2 separate regions of the Sus scrofa genome follow, and region 1 is linked to region 2. Evidence: chromatin contacts called from public HiChIP or PLAC-seq data. All regions are on one chromosome and are shown on one strand. The core of a region is the stretch at or near the end of the contact, and the rest is flanking DNA. Distances in the headings are between cores, read along the strand shown.

Evidence for each region. HiChIP or PLAC-seq counts read pairs in DNA pulled down with a chosen protein or histone mark.
Region 1: an H3K27ac HiChIP or PLAC-seq map of alveolar macrophages shows a contact between it and region 2. The contact joins two enhancer-like sites. A contact is called at or near these places in 1 of 47 Hi-C or Micro-C datasets (embryonic fibroblasts) and 1 of 2 datasets of contacts at active chromatin or transcription factors (alveolar macrophages).

The regions. Positions count from the first base shown.
Region 1 is chr7:8,073,513-8,076,302 of Sscrofa11.1, forward strand. All of the region lies in intron 1 of NEDD9 (enhancer of filamentation 1), which reads right to left. Among named protein-coding and RNA genes, the nearest start is that of NEDD9, 19 kb to the right of the region's middle. Within about 2 kb of position 1,524, at least 3 of the 83 cell types and tissues checked have an H3K27ac peak or open chromatin away from gene starts, as enhancers often do. A contact at or near this core is called in alveolar macrophages, where this site is marked.
Region 2 is chr7:7,883,702-7,886,465 of Sscrofa11.1, forward strand. The region is part of intron 3 of NEDD9 (enhancer of filamentation 1); the gene reads right to left. LOC110261775 (a long non-coding RNA gene) reads left to right here. Exons shown (of 2, transcript XR_002346301.1): 2 at 1-731. Among named protein-coding and RNA genes, the nearest start is that of SMIM13, 110 kb to the left of the region's middle. Within about 2 kb of position 1,445, at least 4 of the 83 cell types and tissues checked have an H3K27ac peak or open chromatin away from gene starts, as enhancers often do. A contact at or near this core is called in alveolar macrophages, where this site is marked.

The DNA of each region.
Region 1 (2,790 bases), core at 274-2,773, 190 kb after region 2:
TTTTACTGGTTTGATGGTAATAAAATTAAAAATTTTCACTAACAATAGCTATGAAAACCAAATAATTTAGAAACATAACTTATAAATAATTTAAACACAAACAGGTAAGACCTCTCCAATAAAAACTGCAAAACACTGCTGAGAGAAATTCCGGAAAACCCAAATAAATGGACATATATACCATGTTCATGAATTAGAAGCCTCGAGTAAACTGAAAAAAAAAGAACCAAGTTGGAGGATTTACACTCTCTGAATTCAAAATTTACTAAGGGTACATTAATCAGGACAGTGTGATACTGGCATAAGGACTGAGAAATATCAATATAACAGGATTGGGAGCCCAGAAATAGACCCATGCTCAATCAATTAATTTTCAACAAAGGAACCAAAGCGATACATCGAGATCAAGGAAAACATTTTCAATGAAAGGTACTGGAATAACTGGATATTCAATTAGAAAATGTTTATCCAAAAGGAATCTGGATATTCTTCAGCATTGCTCTTGTTTAATACACTAATCTGATTTGTTATCCTCTTCTACTTATGCATGAGTAATGTGGTACGGCTCACCAAAGCACTGTTTCCACTATTATAATAATATTCTTTTTTTTTTTTTTTTTTTTTTTGGTCTTTTTGCCATTTCTTGGGCTGCTCCCTCAGCATATGGAGGTTCCCAGGCTAGGGGTTGAATCAGAGCTGTAGCCACCAGCCTACGCCACAGCCACAGCAACGCGGGATCTGAGCCGTGTCTGCAACCTACACCACAGCTCACGGCAACGCCGGATCGTTAGCCCACTGAGCAAAGCCAGGGATCGAACCCGCAACCTCACGGTTCTTAGTCCTTAGTCGGATTCGTTAACCACTGCGCCACGTCGGGAACTCCTATTATAATAATATTCTTACTGTAGGAATGCTTTTATAAAAATAACCTTTTAAGTTATTAAAGCAATATTTTTATTAATGACAATTCCACTGTTAAAGTATAAAGTAAATGAAAATTACCCATGGTCTCAAAATCCAGAGATCACCCAAAACGACCTTTTGGGTTGGTCTTTCTAATTTTTGCATATGGTGTCATAAAAATTGTATAATGCATTTTCACCTAATGTTATTTTGCATGTAGTTTTATTTTTTCAAGACTGAGATTTTCTTATTTTGTTTGCATGTAATATGACAATATTAGCTTTCATTTCAACTTATTTTTATGACACTTGTAATTGCATTTCCTGAAGACATATATTTTAATCACACACTACATCCAAACTGCACTTCCAATAGACATCTATTTTTGGAGTATCTGCCAAAATCATAATGACAATACTTCCATGGAAATTGCCCGTTTCAGAATTCCCTATCCAAAATGTAATTGTACTACTGAACAAGCATGACTCAGAGAAGCAATCATGGAACAAATTTTATTTTAAACTGTTACTTTAAATTTATTTTGTATGTTTAGTTCTTCTCTTGCCCCTGATGAAATTTAGGGCAGGTCACAAAACCGAGCATTTCAAAATTATATTTCAGTATCCTGCTACAAGAAAGACCACAGAAGCAATCTCTAGGCAGCCACATTTACAGCAGATAATCTGTTCCAAGGCCACAATCGATTGTTAAAGTTCTGGTAACCTGAACTAAATGGGTCAACTCCACTCTTATCCGGGAATTTTAAAATCACATCCGGAAGGAAGTCTGCCTGCAATTATAGCCCACTTTGTGGACCGAGGACCAGAGAAACAGAGTCTTTGGAGAGAAAGACGAGAGGAGGAAATGGAAAAAGAAGAAGCAGATATGAACCAAGAGCACTTCCTGGATTCTGCCAGCTGTTTATTGTCAGTTTCACTTCCTTCCAGAACTCCAGTAGCATTCCTGCCTTTGGGTTCTGTAAAACCCCTCAAGCACTGTCATACCCAACTTGTAACTTCTTGGGTTTTTTTGTTTGTTTGTGTTTTTGTTTTTTTTTTTTTGTCAAATCAGGTTTTTGTTAAGGAGATGCAAATAATACAAAAATGAATAAGGACTGTGGGAGGTTTCATTCCATAAACAACCAACCCTATTCATAATCAGTATAACCTTTGGCTTTGTCCATGGATGAAGGCCCTTCTCTGATCTGTTGCCTCCATCTGAGGGTCCATGTAGCTGTAAATTTAGAATGTTTTCTGATCACTCACCAAGGTGAGTGACTGCAGAGTTACCCAGATCATCTTTTAAAACATCAGTGTCAAACTTTTTTGGGGGGGGGGGATTTTTTTGCCAATATTTTTTCTAATAGTTATTTTCCCAATACAATTTTTTTCCTACTGTGCAGCATGGTGACCCAGTTACACATACATGCACACATTCTATTTTCACACATGATCATGCTCCATCATAAGTGACTAGACATAGTTCCCAGTGCTACACAGCAGGAGCTCACTGCTAATCCATTCCAAAGGCAATAGTTTGTATCTATTAACCCCAAGCTCCCCACCCACCCCACTCCCTCTGCCTATTTTCCCTGATTTGAGAGAGTACATTGCTAGAAAATGCATAGGATTTAATATTCAGTGACTCCTTCAGATGAGTTTTTCATTCTAATCCCTTAGTGTTGTTCTTAGAAAGGAAATCAAGTTTTATTTGTCTTACTATTATTTTCAAGATAGTCAATAATGTTAACACTGTGAGAATAAAGTGACTTGGGGATTTTTGGCTTCTGAATGTCAATGAGTTCTGTTTTCATAAATTTGCCTTGGATGAAACATAAATTTACATGACATGTTTTTAGTGACTAAGGCAAAATTCATTCACATTGCT
Region 2 (2,764 bases), core at 195-2,694:
TTTGCCAGCCCGGGCTTCATTGGATTAGAGAGTAGTGGAAAAAAACCCCTCCCAGGAGTGATCGTATCAAATTCCCCCAGTGTTTAATCTGTCTGGCACATGGATGGCCCTCTTGAGCTGGAGAGTGCACGGCAAGGAGGGGCGTCTCGGGCTGGCTGTGCTGTGCTTGGAAAGCGAAAGCAGGCTGTTATTTTCTGCTCCTCGGCTCACATTCCTGGCCTTCGCCACCATGAGGTCATTGTTTGGTTGGAATGGAAGAGTGTGTGTTAAGGTCACCCATGGGTAGGTGTCATTTTTGTCTGGGACATTTACACAGGGCACTTGTAACTCCTTGGGGACGGAGCTCCCTCACTTTCACCCAAAGAAGTTCGTGCATCCTAACCAAGGTTTTAATTCACAGCTCGTGACGCCTGTATCTTCGCGAACCTAAGTCAAGAGGAGGACAGTCCGTTTCCTGTGTAACAATCCATGTGGAGCATCCCTAGTCTTCCTGGGTTCAGGTTCTGACTTTCCTGCTTACGAGCTGTGTGTCGTGGGCAAATGCCTTAACTCCTCTGTGTCTCAAATTCCTGGTTTTCACAACAAGGTCGCTAACAGCGCCTTTCTCCTAGGGTCGTTGTAAAGATGGAACAAGATCTACTTCTGTAAACAACTTAGAGCAGGTGCCATGTACATGGGAAGTACTCCATCAATTATTATTATTATTAAAGTTTGTATCCTGAGGTTTCACGTATCTTGCTATTTCCTTCTGCATTCTTTTTTCCCTGGGCCCTGGAGCATGTTAATAGAATTCTCAAGGCATTCCTTTTATCAAAAAATATTTACTGAATACCTATGTGGGAAGGGTATTCTGTTTTGAGATGCTTTTGGTACAATCTAAAAAGATAACTATTCGTACAGTCTGAACTTTTCATGTGCTAAGATTAAAAATGCAGTCAAAATTCAAGGGGGAAAGAGTAGGTGAGAATAAATTGAGTGATGCCTAAAGAAGTTGGAGATTTACCTGCCTCAAAGGATAGATGAGTACTTAACACCGGAATGTCATCATGGAGTCATGGAGTAATTCATGCTTGGGTATTTCATGAGTACACTTTTGGAATGAGTGGGGACATGAAGAGGATGTAAGGGGACCTCTCTGGTACCCACTAGAACACTAGCATAGCTGTAATGACTAGATGTGCACAGGGTGGAGTTCAACTGCAGATCTTAAGGGGGAAGATTGAGCAGAAAGAAGACGGGAGGAGAAAGAAAGGGTGGTTTATTCAGGGAAAGGGGAGGAAACCGTGGCTTCGTGAGTTCTAGACCCAATGGGAAGAGAGTGGGAAGAAGGGAGTTCCCTGCATGTGGAAGGCAGGCAGGGGGAGAGGAAGGAGGGTTGGCTCCTGTCCTTGTGAGAGAGGAAGAGGGAGTCTGTGTCTGGCACAGGGTAGAGAGGCCAGAGGAGACTCGCCCCGAGCTAGTAGTCTACCACTTCCACGTTCCGAAGGTCAAGAGGTGACTAGAGCAGGCTGAGGGATGCCTCTGGGAGGAGAACCAGGGAGCCCTGTGGAGACGCAGCCCCCAGGATCCCGCAGGCTCAGAGGTCGTGGCTATTGGGAACTGGCCATCAACTCCAGCAATGATCCTGGAGTGGCGTCTATGAAGCTCGAGGGCAAGAAACGGTCACTCACTCAAGAACTGCATCTCCTGCGAAGCTGTCCTTGGGGTAGGAAAGCAGCCGACGGCCACCATCAATAGAGCTTCAATGGATTCTTTTTGCAAATAAAACTGTCTTGAAAACCAATGCATCCAAATAAGAAAACAAACAAACAAAAAGCATCAAAAATAAAGAATTCAGGAACAGAGAGGCTGTGGATTTATTTAAAATGGAAGTGAGAGCGAACAACTGCAGGAAGTACGGCGAAGGAGGAGAACTCAATGGTCACATGTAAATATCGTTACTAATCAAAGTGGGAATGGGAGGAACGGGGTGGGAGAAAATTTAAGCTAACTCCTCATTTTTCCAGTTAGGCAGTCAGTAGATACCAGTTAATGCTGAAAGAGACAGTCTAAAAATAGCTTCAGCTCTTAAAAACCTGCGTAAACATTTTCTTAATTTAGGGAGCATTTTAAGAATGAGTCTCTCTAGTGGCGAAGAGCGATTTATTTGAAATTCATCAGTTTCTTCAGTTTTTCAGTTCCTTCCTCATCTGAACATCAAATATAATTCTTTTCATTTAGAACTGCATGGGCATAATGTCATTTTCATAAATTTCAATGTCAGATCGTGGGATAATTAACCCTGAGCTATTTTGCGGAGTATCTTTTATACACAATCAGGCTTTATACCCGTCTGTGTTCATGGAGCGTGCCTGCAAGAATGCTTGCCGAATACCAGACACGGCGATTTCTGCATGGTGAGATTTGAGGTGATTTTTACATGTCATTTAAAAAAGGTTTCTCTATCATTTGAATTTTTCAAGAGTATTTATTGGGCGTTAACCCATCCTTTCAACAACTCTGCACTTAATGTTTCTGATTTTAGTTTTCTAGGATGTGTGGATGGAAACACGTCTCTCTAAGAACTCTATCCTGGAATAGAAATTGACTCAATTCATGTATTGCCCTTATGACCAGTAATCTCGATGCGAAAGTGGTATAAACTAAAGCTGGTCATCTTTTTTATAGAATAAGAGGAAGCTCTTTTGCAGGGCTTGGGAGTGAGGCGTTGGTGAAATGTCACTGGTAAAGAAGAAATGTGTTTATTAGATAATGGCCAAGACCA